2 separate regions of the Mus musculus genome follow, and region 2 is linked to region 1. A link is a contact called in public Hi-C data. All regions are on one chromosome and are shown on one strand. Each heading gives the region's core, a stretch centred on a gene start, on an enhancer-like site or on the middle of the called end of the contact. The rest is flanking DNA. Distances are from core to core; before and after follow the strand shown.

Region 1 (7,925 bases), core at 2,909-5,408:
TCAGGACCTCGGGGAGAGCAGTCAGTGCTCTTAACTGCTGAGCCATCTCTCCAGCCCAAGATATATCTTAATTCTTGGAAGTTTATTGACTTTATTATTAAAATATCAGTTGAGAAAAGATTTGTTTTACCTCCTTGGACCTCCTTGGCTTCATGGCCAGCTCTCTTCACTGTTTCTACCCCTCAAGAATTTAATGCTGATATACACATGCCAGAGAGAGAGAAAGAGAGGGGGGAGAGAGAGAGAGAGAGAGATCCAGTTTAATAAGCAGGAGCTAATTCTGTTAACCTCTTTTAGGTAAATGTCTGCTCTGAGAAGCAGACAACTAGACATACACACGTGTAGAAGGAAGCCATCAAGCGGTGAAGAGCGGCTCGTGCAGGAGAAGATGGTGTATGTCCAAACAAGGATTGCTCTGTGTCCCCACAGATGAATGAGGTCATGCTGGGAATTCCCTCTGCAGGATCTAGCCTGACTGATACGCAGTTCTATAAATGTACATGTTTGTCTCCTTATCTTTTTTTTGTATAGTTTACTAAAGTATTAATATAGTTTTAAGAAGTAAATATTTCTAGGTTGCAAAACTTAATTGTTCGTCTTTATATGATCATACCCAAAATCTTTGATCCGGAAGAAATAAAGGCCATGTATTTAGTCCTGGAGTTTTGTTTGGTTGGTTTTGTTTGATTGGTTTTGTTTTTGTCTGGCTTTTCCAAGCCATCACCCCCTTCTCCAGTGTATATAGTTCTGTTAATTTTGCCTTTTCTCAGCTTTTGAAATACTGCTCACTGTTACTTTGCTCTCATTTATAAATAAACCAAAACATAATTATTTCAGTAGTACATGTAAATTTGCTTTTGAATTTTTAATCTTTAATATACTTACTTTGTAAATGCATGTTGTCTGATTTACTATTAGATAACACCGTCAGGATATTTATAAGGCCACAGTCATCAGAAATGAGCTTGAAATGACTGACTGTATGCTCCCCAGTCTTGAAACCCATGGACTTCACTGCTGTCTTTATTGCTGTGACAAAGACTATGACCGAAGGGAACTTGGGGAGGAAAGGGGTTTTGTTTCTGTTTTTGCTATCTTATAGCTCACAGTCCATCGCGGAGGGAAGTTAGGGCAGAGACCATGGGGAACACTGCTTACTGGCTTGTTCTCAGTGCTTGCTCAACTTGTTACGTTGTACAACCCAAGACCACCTTCAGGGTGGCACTACCCACAGTGGTCCTCACACAACAATCCATCAAGAAAATGCCCTACAGACTTCTCTATAGGCTGTGTGATAAAGGCATCTTCTCAACTGAGGTTCCTCTTCCCAGGGACTTCTAAGTTCTGAAAAACTAACAAAAGCAAACTATAGCCCAGGCTGGCCTTGAACTGGAGCCTGAGCGCTGCCTGCCTGCCTCCGGGGTACTAAGGTTACGCATGTGCGAGCCGCAGCTTGCTTAGCTTACCCTAGTCTTGTGGACGGTGACTACATAAAATAGGCCCTGGAATATTATAAAAGTAATAACAGTATATGCCAGTGTACAAAGGCTGAAACCAAGTTTTTAGGTGAAAGCTATTTATATCTACTTATCAGAAATGGGGATGTAGTATCACAAGCTACTGGTGTTGAAAGAGAAAGAAAAGTGTAAGTTTTGGAGTAAGAACAGTTCTACACTCAGTTATACTCAACCTCTTTTATGTTTTTAGTTGATTCTTAAATTATACGAATAAACGTGAGGGCTTAGAGCTCCACAGCATCCTAGATTGTGTGGCTGTGAGTGGCAGAAATATTGTAGTAAGAAGAGCATGGCCTTTGAAGGTGACTTAGTGTAAGCAGTAGCTTCTCTGTGCTTGGGATCTAAGAGCCTTTTCTGACTGTCAGGATTGCTGCTAGTTCTGACTTCCTCTCTCAGGACCCCACAGTCCCTGCATGCAACTCATATTTAGCAGATTTGTTCTGCACTTGAGTACTGGAGCCTGTAACACAGGACCTGTCCTCTGGTATATCCTGTATTTGAAACTTGCCTTTATCCAGTAGCTTATAATTTTGAGTCATGCTTTGTCACTTATGAAAGGAAATCAGGAAGGGTAGACCAAAGCCTGGCAGTGGTGGCGCACGCCTTTAATCCCAGCACTCGGGAGGCAGCAGCAGGTGGATCTCTGAGTTCGAGGCCAGCCTGGTTTACAAAGTGAGTTCCAGGACAGCCAGGGCTACACAGAGAAACCCTGTCTTGAAAAATAAAGATGGACTGTGCTAAACTGGACTTTGTGTTGGCTTACTGAGACAGTCGCATGCAGTCCAAACTGACCTTGAACTCAAAATGCTCTTGCCCATCTCAGTTTCATGGGATCCCAGGGACGCTCCCCACATCCAGCTCAGGTCATTTGACTCCTGTGTTCTCGCCGTCTTCTGAGGCTTACAGAAGCACACTTCTCGTGGAGCTTCATTGTAGCGTTGGAGAAAGTGCATAGACAAAACAACTGCACACCAACGGCCCCTAGGTCTAAGGAACCATAATGAAATGACACCCTGGAGCAGGGGTGGGGAGAGCTAAATCAATCCAGCCAGACACCACACTGGAAATTAGGTATGTGGGCTGGTGATAAAGCCAAGCTTTGACATTGGCTGCCAAGCCTAACTGACCCTACTCCTAGGACCTGTGTGGGAGAAAGAACTTCTTAGAGTTATCCTCTCACCTCCACATATGCACCTTATGCAAGAATGTATACACACACACACAAAACAAGATCAAATATAGCTTCATAGACCACAGGTATGGGAGGGGGGTGGGTGGTCCAGGCTTGCTCAGTAGGTACGAGCATAAGATGTGCTCTCTTGAGGACTTGAATTCAGATCAAAGCACTCATAGAACAAGGCTTGGCCAATACCTTGTGCTCACCTGTAACCCCAGGTGTCAGATAGAGACGGGATCTCGTGGCTCAATGCCTATCAGCTGAGCTCTAGGTTATTGAGAAATCCTGTTTCAAAGAAGTATTGTGGTGCAATAAATGAGGACAACCTGATGTTCTCTGGCTCTGTGGGCATACAGCACACGCACGCACGCACACACACACAAATGATGAGCATTAGATCAAGTAAAGTCTTGGAGGTGGTTGGCCATAAACTGAGGCAATCCTCCTGAGTGTTGGAATGGCATGTATACGCTGCCACAACAGACTAGTTTGCAGTAAAACGCTGAGCAGCTGTAGGGATAGATGATCAGGAACTGGACTAGACAGGAACCCCATCTTAGAGGCTGCTGTTGTCATCCAGCGGGAGTTGGCTAAGTAACAACACATTCAAAAAAAGTGAATGAATTCAAGATAATTTTAGTCACTTGACTATTTGTGATGGCTTGGGTGAGCAGCCAAATTACATATCTGATTTATTGTTGGGGGCTTGTCATGCCCTGTCCCACCTCCTATGGTGAATGGGAATTAGGAATTACATATTTGCCAGGAGGTGGTAACACATACCTTTAATCCCAGCACTTGGGGCCAGAGGCAAGAGGGTCTCTGTGAGTCCGAGGCCAGCCTGGACTACAAAGTAAGATCCAGGTTCAGCCAGGGCTTCATAGAGAAACTCTGTCTCAAAATAAAAGACAAAAAACCAAATCTGTATTTAATCTTAACTTTGCAATGATTTGTAGAAATCTTATGTATAGGTATCAAATGGGTAAAGGCATGAAGTTCAAATAAGTTACTCAAGGAATATGTCAAGAAGAGACCGAGTCCCAAAGAACCCAATCAGAGGCCGATCTGAGCAGGACCAACGAACTGAGAACTAGCAATATTATGGAACCTCTGAGTGAAGACCTGTGGAGTCAAAATGAGACTGATGAACCTCAGACTCGCGCGGAGCACTCAATTTATTAGGGTTAAGTGAGATAGCTTAAGCCTTTAACTTCTGTGAGTCTAAATAGGAAGTTCCAGGCTAGCCAGGGCTAAAAATAAATTTAATTGATTAACTGTATTACACTGGAGATGTAGCTCATTGGTAATAGGAACATGCTCACTATTCAATGGTGCCTGGGTTCAATCCCCATCATCACCAAAAACAAAACAAAAACAAAAACAAAAAAAAAAAAAAAAAAAAAAAGGAAAAACCAAAACTCCAACCCTGTCATGCCCTCCACGTTCCCAGAATTCTCTAGGGGCGACGCCGGTGGCGGCCATTTTGACTGTGGGCAGCCAGGGGACGCCGCGCCTGCGCAATGGTTCTCCTCTGACTGCTGTGGCGTCGGTGTCCCAGAGCCCCGGGGCTGGTGGTGGTCCACGGTGGCAGAGATGACCCAAGCCGAGAAGGGGGACGCGGAGAACGGGAAGGAGAAGGGCGGGGAGAAGGAGAAGGAGCAGCGCGGCGTGAAGCGGCCCATCGTACCCGCGTTGGTCCCCGAGTCGCTGCAGGAGGTGAGGTGCAGGGGGCTGGCCTTGGTTAGACCACTGCTAGCCTGGGCCTCTGCTGCTGGCCGGAGCCCAGGGTCCGGGCGGAGCCGGAAGCATCCGGGTCCCCTCCCATAGGTTCCTTGTGCAAAGTAGCGCGGTGCAGGGCAAAGCCAAGGCCGCGGTGCACAGCCTCCAGGTCTCAGCTATAAGACGTCACGATTTAGCAACGGCCTGGCTCTCAGGGACGCCAGCAGATATTCAGGGATGGTTAGGGCTCTAACCAGTTTCTTTGTTTGCAAATCTCACAGTGCAAGTCATTTCACGTTTAAAAGCAGGAAAAAGGTAGCCTTTCCTTAAATAGACATGAATAATATGGCAATAACAGCACAAGTTTAAGTAAACAACTTGGAGCAGCATGGCTCACACTCTCACTCACCAGGGCTTACTGATAAGTAAAGGAAATAAATTCCTATAGGGAAATGGGCCACGGCAGTGCACAGCTCCCAGAAGAAATAGGGAAGGATCGGCCGTTGAGGATTTCCTGTGGACCATTTCAGAACCTTCTTCCTCTCCCATAGGTGGGTTGAAATATCTAACTGGTAGGGCTGCAGTAAAATGCATAGTGTGGTGTGTGGGATAGGCTAGTTCAGAGGACCCACAATGTCTCTCTTCCAGCCTCGACAGGAGGGCAGAGGTCCCAGGAGGCTAGAGATTTAGGGTGAGGTTAGAATGGTTTTAGAGCTATGCCAGGTTTATCTGCATTTCTCAACCTGTGGGTCGTAAGCCCTTTGGGGGTTGCATATCAGAGATTTATATTATGATTCGTAACAGTAGCAGAATTACAGTTACGAAGTAGCAACAAAATAATTTTATGGTTGGGGGTTACCACAACATTAGGAGCTGTGTTAAAAGGTTGCAGCGTTAGGAAGGTTCTGGGGAAGAGAGACTTGGATCTGGAGAGGATGTGAAGGATTGGAGACATAGCTGTTTAGAATAGAGAAAGACGGTAGAGATTTTCAGTGTCCACACAAGCTCGTAACCCAGCGTCTTCATCGAAGCTAGTGGAGAATTTTGGAGTGGGACGCTAACTTGATGGCGTTGTGCTACAACGTTTTCGTTTGCAGAGCTTACACTTGAGAGCCACTCAGCTGAGTTACCAATAAAAAGGAAAAAACAAAACCTTACTGTTTTAAGCACGTCCAGGTTTACAGTTTTATGGTGGATTTCAGATTGAACAGTTAGCGTTCTCTAAGGCCGACAGTTCTACATCCAGGCTGCCTGACTAACTCTGGCATCCTCACAAGAACTTGATGAGGTGTAGGGGGCTGCATCAGAGCAAGTGGCAGGCTGAATTTATAGCATATCTTCCGGTCCCTTTTCTACACTCCAGTGAGTCTCGTCACGTGCTTTGACTATCCCATACCCTCTGGGGCACTTGTGCTTCATGGACGTTTCTCAGTCTTGGGTTAAGGAATGAATAATTTCCAGGAAATGATGAGTGGGGCATACTACTAGGTTTCTTTCCTAACACATTAAAATACATAATTACTAAAATAAAAATTGTCCATACTTAACTGCATTTTCTATTCTTTCTTTCTTGTTTGTTTGTTTATTTGTTTGTTTGTTTTTTCGAGACAGGGTTTCTCTGTATCGCACTGGCTGTCCTGGAAACTCACTCTGTAGACCAGGCTGGCCTGGAACTCAGAAATCTGCCTGCCTCTGCCTCCCAAGTGCTGGGATTAAAGGCATGCGCCACCACACCCGGCTTCTCTAGATGTTCTTCGTTCACGTATATACTGAAGCCCGTGGGTTTTTGATAACGTCCAGGTGTCCCTCATGTGTTTTGCCCTTTCGATTGGCAGATGTCCTCCATAGCACAGTGACACTGACAGCATGTACTGAGACTGGGTAGGAAACAAGACAGACACGCCCTCTTCACTAGGGTTTGTTGTACGTCCTGGAAAGGAGGAAGGCTCTACGATCATATAATGAAGGGACCATCACACTTACTCTGGGTGATGTTTAATTCATTCCTGAGGGGAGGAGTTAGATGGAGCTGAAGGAGAGAACCTTGCCAGCAGAGGGAGCTGCGTTGCTGAATGCTCCAGAGTTGTTGAGTTTTGTCATCAGCAGAAGTCTGGATTGAAGCTGTGCAGAGTGGCACATGTGTAAAGCAGAACTTGGGGTCTGGGTTGAGAGGGTTTGGTAGACTGAAAGGACAACCATTCTAGAACAAGGGCTGGATGGAGCAGTTTAAGCCTTTGTATTTGTGAGCCACAGAAATGTTGTGAGAGAAACTTACGCGGCGAGGTCAGCGTAAAGGAGGTACCGAGGACTTGGGCTGGGATTGTGGATCTCAATTGTGGTCTTGTTTTCTTTTAATAGAAACTCTGTGGGGGTGGGGGTGTGTACACATGTTAGTGCAGTACCCATGGAGCCCAGAAGAGGGCATCAGATTCATGAAGTTGGAGTAAGTGGTAGTGCGCTGCCTGATGTCAGTGCTGGGAACCAGTTTTCTGCAAGAGCAATGTTCTTTACTCTTGAGCTGTCTGCCTGTTCCAGATTCCCTGCTTACAGAGGCATGGCCAAAGTCTCCTTCCCATACTCTTGCTGAAACTTTGAATGCCTCAACAAGTTTGGGGGGTGGCGGGCAGAAGTTTTCCCAATCGAGCTTGAATTCTTCCCCCATGAAAGTTATAGACTTAAAATAGCTGTTCTGTCCAAGCCACAGCCATTGCCTTACTCCTTTGGATTTGTTCTCGTCATCAGTTTTCCTTCACTGTGCTGACGTACCAGGACAGTTGCGAACTCTGACTTTGAACCCCAGGCTCTTGCCAGATCAGGCAGACAGCAGGCAGAGAACCTAGGTGACAAGCCCGTGTTGATGAATATTGCTTCCAGCATTGTGAAGCAGGACTGTGCTGATGTTATTTTCTCCCTTGAACTCCTCAAGCAAACTTGAATGATCGTATTAGTCATCGCAGAAGCTGTCTCAGCTAGCCAACCCCTAAGCTGCCTGGAGCTTCTGGGTCTAAACAACTGGAGGAAAGGCGAGCCCTTCCACTTCTCCTCAGTCCCCTGTCTTCTCTCTCATCTGAGTGTATTTCTTTTTTTGTTGTTGTTTTTTTGTTTTTCGAGACAGTTTCTCTGTGTAGCTCTGGCTGTCCTGGAACTCACTCTGTAGACGAGGCTGGCCTCGAACTCAGGAATCCGCCTGCCTCTGCCTCCCAAGTGCTGGGACTAAAGGCGTGCCCACCACGCCCAGAGGTACCGAGTGTATTTCTTACTAAACAGAAAGTTCTCTGATAGTAGAGAGTCAGCCTTTACTACCATTCCACCTACGTTTTCTGCCATACAAAAATGCCCAATAATTATGTATTAGTTTGCACTGGAGGACTTTGGTTTCATCCATATAAGTAAGGATTTGTGAAGTCTGTGCCGTGAGTCAGCTCAAAGGAACATAGAGAATTTGCATTAGAAGAACAACTGTAATCGGATGTCTCTCAGCTCCTTACTGAATGGTTTTCTGGCTTTTCCGT
Region 2 (7,925 bases), core at 1,679-4,178, 150 kb after region 1:
ACTAGGAAACAGGGCTGTGGTCTTTTGTAACAGAGACCCACAAAACAACTCTGTACTGGCTAGTTTTGTGTCAACTTGACACAGCTGGAGTTATCACAGAGAAAGGAGCTTCAGTTGAGGAAATGCCTCCATGAGATCCAACTGTAAGGCATTTTCTCAATTAGTGATCAAGGGCGAAAGGCCCCTTGTGGGTGGGACCATCTCTGGGCTGGTAGTCTTGGTTCTATGAGAGAGCAGGCTGAGCAAGCCAGGGGAAGCAAGCCAGTAAAGAACATCCCTCCATGGCCTCTGCATCAGCTCCTGCTTTCTGACCTGCTTGAGTTCCAGTCCTGACTTCCTTGGTGATGAACAGCAGTATGGAAGTGTAAGCCGAATAAACCCTTTCCTCCCCAACTTGCTTCTTGGTCATGATGTTTGTGCAGGAATAGAAACCCTGACTAAGACAAACTCATTAAGTTTTATTCAGACTCAGGTTGAGATAAAATTACTTGCAGCAGGTTTATTCTTTTTGAGGTCTATGCTTAGTCGGAATACAGACCACTTCCATCAGTCATGTGAGTCCATTCATGCCCCATCCCCAGCTCAGGACTACTGGTCTGTCTTCTCTGCTCACTGCTGTTTACTAACCAGAATCATCATATGTGTCATTTCGAGGCTTCATTTTCCTCACCCCAAAATGTTTTTGAGATTCATCAGTATTGCTAACATTATCAGTAATTAAAAAACAAAACAAAACAACCTAATGTTGTGTGTGTGCATGTGCACATATGTGTGTCTTGTGTAGGGTGCACATGCACATGGAAGTTGGGGACAGCTTGGTTGAGTTGCTTCTCCTCCATCTTTATGTGGGTTCTGGCGCTAGAACTCAGGTCGCTTGGCTTGCACAGCAAGCACCTTTCCCACTAAGCCCTCTTAGTGGCCCTCTCAGTAACACTCCCTTCTCCCTGTCACTGAGAAGTACTGTACCACATGGATAAATCACAACTGATCTGCTCACTGTACCATTTGATGGACATTGGGTTATTTCTACTTTAAAATAATTATGAATAAACCCACTACAAACACATATACTTTTAGTGTAAGTTTCTTTCTCTTACATAGATACCGTATAATTAGAATTGCTAGGTCATATCATTACTGTAGCTTTATAAGCGACTACTAAAGGCTTTTTCAAAATGATTGTGTCATATAACATGCCTGCCAGCACTGCCCAAAACACCCAGCAATGTCCTCCTCATTTCTTTGCTTATATACCATGCAGCTTTCTTCTTGTGAACTGTGTGCTGGAACCTTCTTTCCACTTTTATAGGGCTGTTTGCCATTAATACTGTCTCTCTACATATTATTTTCTTCACATATTAGATCACATATTAGATTACATATTAGATCTAGCCTTTTATCAAATATGACTTGCAAATATTTTGATCAGGTCTGTGGCTTATTCTTTTGATTTTATAATAAAATAAAGTTAGATGCTTTAATTCTTATGGGGATCAATCTATCATTTTTCTCTCATATGGATCATGTCCTGGGCAATGATCTTTAAGAAGTCTTTGTCTAACCTGTGGTCACAGTGCTTTCTCTCCCGTTTTCTTTCGGAGTTTCTACAGGGTGAGGTTTTATTTCTTAGTTTTATGACTACTGTTTGCATACAGCAGGGAAATGTCTTTAATTGAAAAGAACACATAAGAAGAGAACACAAAATGCATGTGGGGACTTACAAGATGAACACACAGCCTGCATCCAGGGCTGGAAACTGAACACTACTAGGTGCCTTAGACTCCTGTACCTTCTTTTGTGGAGAATCTTTCTGAGAAGTGACTGGAGGGTTGCTAAAGAGGCAAATGTGCTCCTGCCTAAAAGCTGATGCTCCGTCCTGCTCCCCGAGGCAGTGCTGTAAGACTTAAAGACTGACTGAAATCTGGGAATCCATGTTTAAACTCAAGTCTAGACCAATTCTACATAAAAGTCAGAATTTAAAACATAACATAAAAACCGTAATGCAAGCTCTGAGGGGGAAAAAAAGGAAGGAAAGGAGGGAGAGAGGGAGGGAGGGGCGAGAGAGGGGGAGGGGCGAGAGGGGGGGAGGGAGGGAGGGAGGGAAAGCAAGTTGAAAGAACTGACCTGAGTTTGGATTTCGAGATGGCCTGACTGAAAGGGAAGAAAACAGTGTTAAGACTCCCATGCGGAAGGTTCAGCTCAAGTGCCCATCACTGAAGTAGAGATGGCTAAAGCCATGCACAGAAGCCAGGACTCTGGTTCCCCGTGGCTGATTCTTAATAGCTGGCCAGTTGGTTAAGGCCAGAGCAGATGTCAAGGTGCTAACGGTGTGCCAGGAGCACCCCCAAGGGCCCAGGCACAAGAGAAGGCTCAGATTTCCGGACTGGCCATGGACCGGTGCAGGGTCCTTCTCCTTTCCCTCCCTCTAGCGGAAGCCAGTTTGCTGGGCCACTGTGGCCTGCAACCCCAGTCTCAACAGTAGCAACTGTTGCTCCTGCCTGGCTCCTGCGATCACAGCAAGGGTAAGGGTGGGGACACAGCATGCCTTGCAAAGCTCAGTGTTCTCATCTGTAAAATGGGGACAGCAAATCCATTCCCAGCCCACTTCACGTCATAGAGAGGGCAGAGCAGGAGAACAGGGGTGAATCGCTCCATGAGCCATCGCCATACCTCCCAATAGTGTGTGTGTCATATTTATGAACCTCTGCCCCAAATGAGGTTGAGTTCTCTTAAAGATGACACCCGTCCTTTGGAGGAATAAGATGTAAACGATGCAGGCAAGAAGCAAACAAGTCAAATCAGCACCGGGCTCCCCAAAGCAGGCAGTTCTTGGCACATTCTGCATTGCTGCCCCAACCCTGCTACTGCAGCCCAGTTATCTAGAGAAAAGCCTGGGAACCCTCAAGGGGATAGCGCCCCACGTGGTCAGGAAAGGGCAGTGCAAACACAGCTCCAAAACACGGGGCCTTGAGCAGTGGAGGGCGGGACCTCCGGATCCAGCTGCCGGGATGGGGTTGGAAGGTCCCATGGGTGAAGGAAGATTTAAGTATGTGGCACATTCTAGCCAGCAACTCTGCCATTCAAGCTCTTCCTTCAAAGCACAGATACCAAACCCAAGTGGGAGGAGAAATCAGCCTTTACCCCCACCGCCGACACCCAGAGGGCCCGGTCTTGGCCGCGCCTCTTCTTTTCCACCAGCACCTAATGAACAGAGCAGGTGGCTGGGTTAAAAAGCACACTTCCCATGCCCTGCCTTAGGCAGACAACGTCACAGCAGAGGCAGGCAAGATGCTGAGATGCCCCAGCAGACCTGGTATAGGAGGAGGGGTACCAAAGGGCTGGAGGCAGCCTGTTGGAGCACAGCTGATCTCCTTCCAGAGCCCAAGGACTCCACTGTCCTCTGGGGGTACCCTCTCAGCGCTAGCATCTCCAAAGTGGGGTAAGGAGGCTGAGCAGCCTCCACACTCACCAGAGAGTTCCACAGCATCCCTGGGTCTCGCCTTCACCACTTACGTTCTCTGTGTTGACAGATTCAGTCTCGCTGGTGGGCATGCTAGCTGTGGGGAGAAGAAAAGTGCTTTAGACAGCGTGCTGTGGCATGACATGCCAGGCGGTGGGCCAGGTGCAGACTCTCAGGATGCCGGAAGGAGGGCTATCAGGCGTGCCAGGCTGAGCCTACGCTTTCAGTGGCTGCAGAGAAAGCCAATATCACCTGCAAGAGACAATTCTGGTGACCCAAATGCTTCCCAAGAAAAGAAGCCATGGTGTCACAGTGAATGGAGCCGGCAGGCCTGGCACAGGCCTGTTCTCTCTATCACAGCACTACAGAGAAGGTATACAAATATCTCAGTATGGGAATGCTTCCACTGGCCCCTTCTGCAGAGTTCACGGCTCATGGAGAGGTCTTTACAGCACACCAAAGACAAGCTATTACAGTTGGAGGAGGCAGTGCATAGAGACACGTGCATAAACGTTTTTCAAATGTCAGGAGCTCCACTCAGTCTGTGGCAGTTGATTGGATGTCTAAGCTCCACCGAGAGTGTACGGCCAGCATAGGGAAGGTACTTCCTGAATAAGCCAGCACTGGAGCGCTATGAAAGCAGAAGGAAAGCCTTGGAGCAGAGAGCAGGTGAGGGCTCTTGCCAATCATCGAGCAGGGCAGGGCCAACTTCAGTCCCAGGTCTGATGTCTCTGAGACCTAGGTCCATGTCAGGATCCTTAGAAGAAGGGGAAGAGATGTAAAACGGGCCTACTAGTGCTTGGAGGTCCCTGGATCCCCCAGAGCCAACGTCTGACATGTGGTCACCTGGAAGGTGAGGGGCAGATGTCCCTGAATGGAGCTACCTCAGGAGTCTGTGCAAGATGCCCTTGGGAAAGATGCCTGATTATGCTGGGAGACAGAGTGGAGCTGAGAGGGGGAGGAAGCCCAAACTGAAGCTGGGGAAGCTACCTAGGCTCATGGACATCTCTTTCCTGAGGCAGAGCCCCAGTGTTCAGAACCTTACACTACCCGCACGAAAGCCTTGCTCCTGTGGTCAGGCAGTTCCCCTGAGCAAGGACACCTCAAACTTCATCTACAAAAACTGTTAGCAGTGCCTATAGAACGGTGGTGGACACTGTGAGCCCCAGTCGAGGCTGGGGGTGGGGGTGGGGTGGGACTGGGGGTGGGGGTGGGGTGGAGGGTTACTGTTCTCTCTACTGACTGTGTGGCTTCCATCCCTGCTGAGGAGAGAGAGAGAAAGCTCACTGCAAGGAGAAAGTGGGACCTGACTCATAGACCCAGAGGTCAGAGAGCCCTGTCTCCCAAGGGCACAAAGGGAAGTCCCTGAGCCCTTTGTGAACACACAAGAAGCTGAGCTTGTCGCTGCGGGAGGCTTAGCAGCTACATCCAGGCCCAGGTTTCAGAAGCAGAGGCCAAATGAACACCAACTGATTACACTCCTGGGACTCTCCTGTTCCTTTTCCTTGAATTCAAAGCAACCAACTACAAACCTCCATTCACTTTGGAACCCATGGTGGGGGGAGGGGGCGGGACACAGGGAAAGAAACAAATTAGGAAGTCTCATCATCTGACACAGGAATATCCTTCAGCAAGTACTCCATTAAGACCCATGCACTCGCGTACACACACACACACACACACACACACACACACACACACAGCCCCCTTCTCCTGTCTGTTCTATGCTCCCATCTGTAAGACTAGGCTGTAATATCATTGTAGCAGCTTGTTGCAAGTTGCCCCTTGTACTGACAGGTGCGGAAGACCACACTGGAAACTCTTTTCAGATCCCACCAGGAGTCCCTCTCTTTGTGACCTGGGATAGCTGCTGGTTTCTGAGGCTGAGGTAGCATAACATGTGCTGTGCATTTGGGGGAATCTCCAGGCCCTGATCTGCCCCACTCTTCATGAGAACATCTGCCTCTCTTTGAACTTCAATTTCCTAGTGATAAAATGGCAGTGTGAACCACACATTCAGGGCCATTTCTGTCCATATTAAGTGCCCCCACAATTCTCTTATTTGTCATATTGAAACATTACTAGTTTTCAAAGGTAAACTTCTGAACAGAAGAAGTCTTGTGGCTTTTGCACTCTGGAGGTCTCATGCATGCCATCGTCAGTGCAGGATGTGGCTCTTCATCCCTATAGCTTCATTTTACAATCTGATGGGGGCAGGTAGGTGACGGCCGGCCTGTGACCAAGGGGCCACATCACTCTGCATCTCTGGATCTATGCTAATTATTAGTGAGCCACTCTTACTGAGTGCTTAGAGTGCCACTCTTAGCTGCTTCCCAAGGCTGTGCAGGCAGAAAGGCAGGAAACAAACCCCACACTGTGAATGGCAACCAACACTGGGAACTGTGGAGCCCTGAGGCCAGGCTACACAGAGGATGAGGAGGCCTCCCTGCCTCAGACTCTCCCACTCATCCTCTGGGGTGGTAGGACAGTACCAGAGAGTATCATGTGCTTATCAGTCCTAAATCTAACTCCCACTTGTGGCCTGGCTTCTCTCTGCCTCCATGTCTTCATCTATATGGTTAAGAGCATCTGCCTCAGGGCTGTAGACACACTGGGTGTCAGTCAGGACTGAACAGGCTGTAGGCACACTGGGTGTCAGTCAGGACTGAACAGGATGAGGCACACTGGGTGTCAGTCCTGGCTCCAGGTCATGGGCAAGGTGTCCAAGCACAGACCCTGCCAATGGTATCAGAAAAACTCTCCGGAGGATCTCTGAAAGCAAAGCACTCCAATTTGTGGTCATTTTGCCCAGGCCCCTCTCGTTGCTGTCCAGGAGCATCTAGTGTGAACAGCCAACTATACTTCTGAGTTAGTGTGGGCTACCACTCTGTGTATTTTTTTTTTTTTGACTTAAGAGGAGTTACTGTCTAATTTAGCATGTTGTAGGGACAGCAACCCTGCAGTCACCATCATTTACAGGGTCCCCAGGAGTGTGGTGTCTATTCCAGAATGATGTCATCAGGGCTCTGGAAGGGAGAGGATGAAGACATTGTGTGCTTGAACCTTGATCAGGTCCCTCAGTTTGAGCAAGGGGCCGAAGCTCTGCAGAGCTGGGTAGCCCGGTGTTCAGCTCCACCCACCCCCTGCAGAGGTCTGGCTGGGGTAGGGCTGTGGGCCTGGCTGGGGCGGGGCTGTGGGCCCAGCTTCCACATTAAGCATTTTATCCTCCATGGCTACACACCGCACATTTACTTTCATGCTAGTGACTGAGTAGAGCCTCCTTCCTGCACTTAGCCCTCAAAGGTTCTCATCTACACTTTAAAAACGACCAAGACAGAAGAATCCATCAGTGTTGGAAGAGGCTCCTGGAAGTACACAGCAAAGGACGTGAGTGCCCAGATGACCAAGCAGCTGGCTTGCCACAGGGGTAGTCAGCTCACTCCCATCCCACTCAGGATGCACCCCTGTGTGGCACACCATACCCACAGTTTCAGTAGAGATGCTTAAGTAGGCTGATATACCACAGGGTTGGAACAAGCTTAAATGCTACTGAGTATTCCCATGTCTACACACTACACCCAGCAGACAAGCCCAGTTCCTGGAGATAGTAACAAGCTGTACTGGTGACTATTGCAACTCTATAAAAGTCAAAGCAGGAAGGATTACAAAAATTCATGTGATAAACCCGGGGACAGGTGCATTTCTCCTAAGGCCTCCATGGCATCTTATGGAGTAACTACCCTTCTTTCCCCAGCAGGAGTCAGTGCTGGGGCTTTGCTAGGGTTTAGGCAGACCTCTCAGAACCTCCTGCTGTTTGCAGATGCCAGTCACCCCCTACAGGAACACACTAGGGCCATCTGCATAGGGAGGAGTTACAAGTCTGTTTCTACTTCAGGTGTTGGACCTCTGGGGAGAGCACTAGAAGCTGGGGGGCGGGGAGGAGCTGGGAGGAACCTGGGTGCCGCTGCAGGTAGGGGGATGTTGGAAAGCTGCCTAGCTCATCCTTGGTGGCATAGACAGCCTAGGCGAGGCGCTACCTGGAGCCACTCCCTGAGGAGGCAGGTCACTGTTTTTTTCTTTAACATGGAGGAGTACCAGGCCTGGCTTCCACTCTGAACTATACTTCACAAAATAACCAAATGATGGACATTTCTCAAGCTAGCACAATACCTAGTATCCTTAACCAACGCACAGATATTTCCTCATCAACTTTCACTCTATAAACTACGTGTTTCACAACCATACTTGTCAGCTGTACAAATTCAGAGGCAGGCATACACAAATGCATTTGCACACACATATGCGCACGTACACACACACACATGAGTCTATGCAACTGGGCAGCACCTCGGAGTGGCATATACCAATTCACCAGGTCATTTCTTTCAGTGAGGTCAAAGACTCAGAGGAGCAGTCGGGGAGCCTGGCCTCATCATCGCATAACTAGGGCATGCGTTTGTTGTGT

Evidence for each region. A called contact is a pair of places that touch in the nucleus more often than the background predicts.
Region 2: a contact with region 1 is called in a Hi-C map of cerebellum, with 2.2 times the contacts expected there. The contact joins the enhancer-like site here to the promoter of Actr8 in region 1. A contact is called at or near these places in 3 of 39 promoter capture datasets (3T3-L1-derived adipocytes, the HPC-7 cell line and HPC-7-derived erythroid cells), 6 of 484 Hi-C or Micro-C datasets (the CH12 cell line, cerebellum, double positive thymocytes and 3 more) and 3 of 9 other capture datasets (adipose tissue, liver and pancreatic islet).

The regions. Positions count from the first base shown.
Region 1 is chr14:29,974,179-29,982,103 of GRCm38.p6, forward strand. Actr8 (ARP8 actin-related protein 8) reads left to right here and starts at 4,159. Exons shown (of 13, transcript NM_027493.3): 1 at 4,159-4,410. The coding sequence starts at 4,288. Selenok (selenoprotein K) reads left to right here. Exons shown (of 5, transcript NM_019979.2): 5 at 298-896. The coding sequence ends at 301.
Region 2 is chr14:30,126,648-30,134,572 of GRCm38.p6, forward strand. It overlaps Cacna1d (calcium channel, voltage-dependent, L type, alpha 1D subunit), which reads right to left. Exons shown (of 47, transcript NM_001083616.2): 10 at 3,470-3,557; 11 at 2,125-2,151. Among named protein-coding and RNA genes, the nearest start is that of Gm52106, 58 kb to the left of the region's middle. Within about 2 kb of position 2,929, at least 6 of the 459 cell types and tissues checked have an H3K27ac peak or open chromatin away from gene starts, as enhancers often do. A contact at or near this core is called in cerebellum, where this site is marked.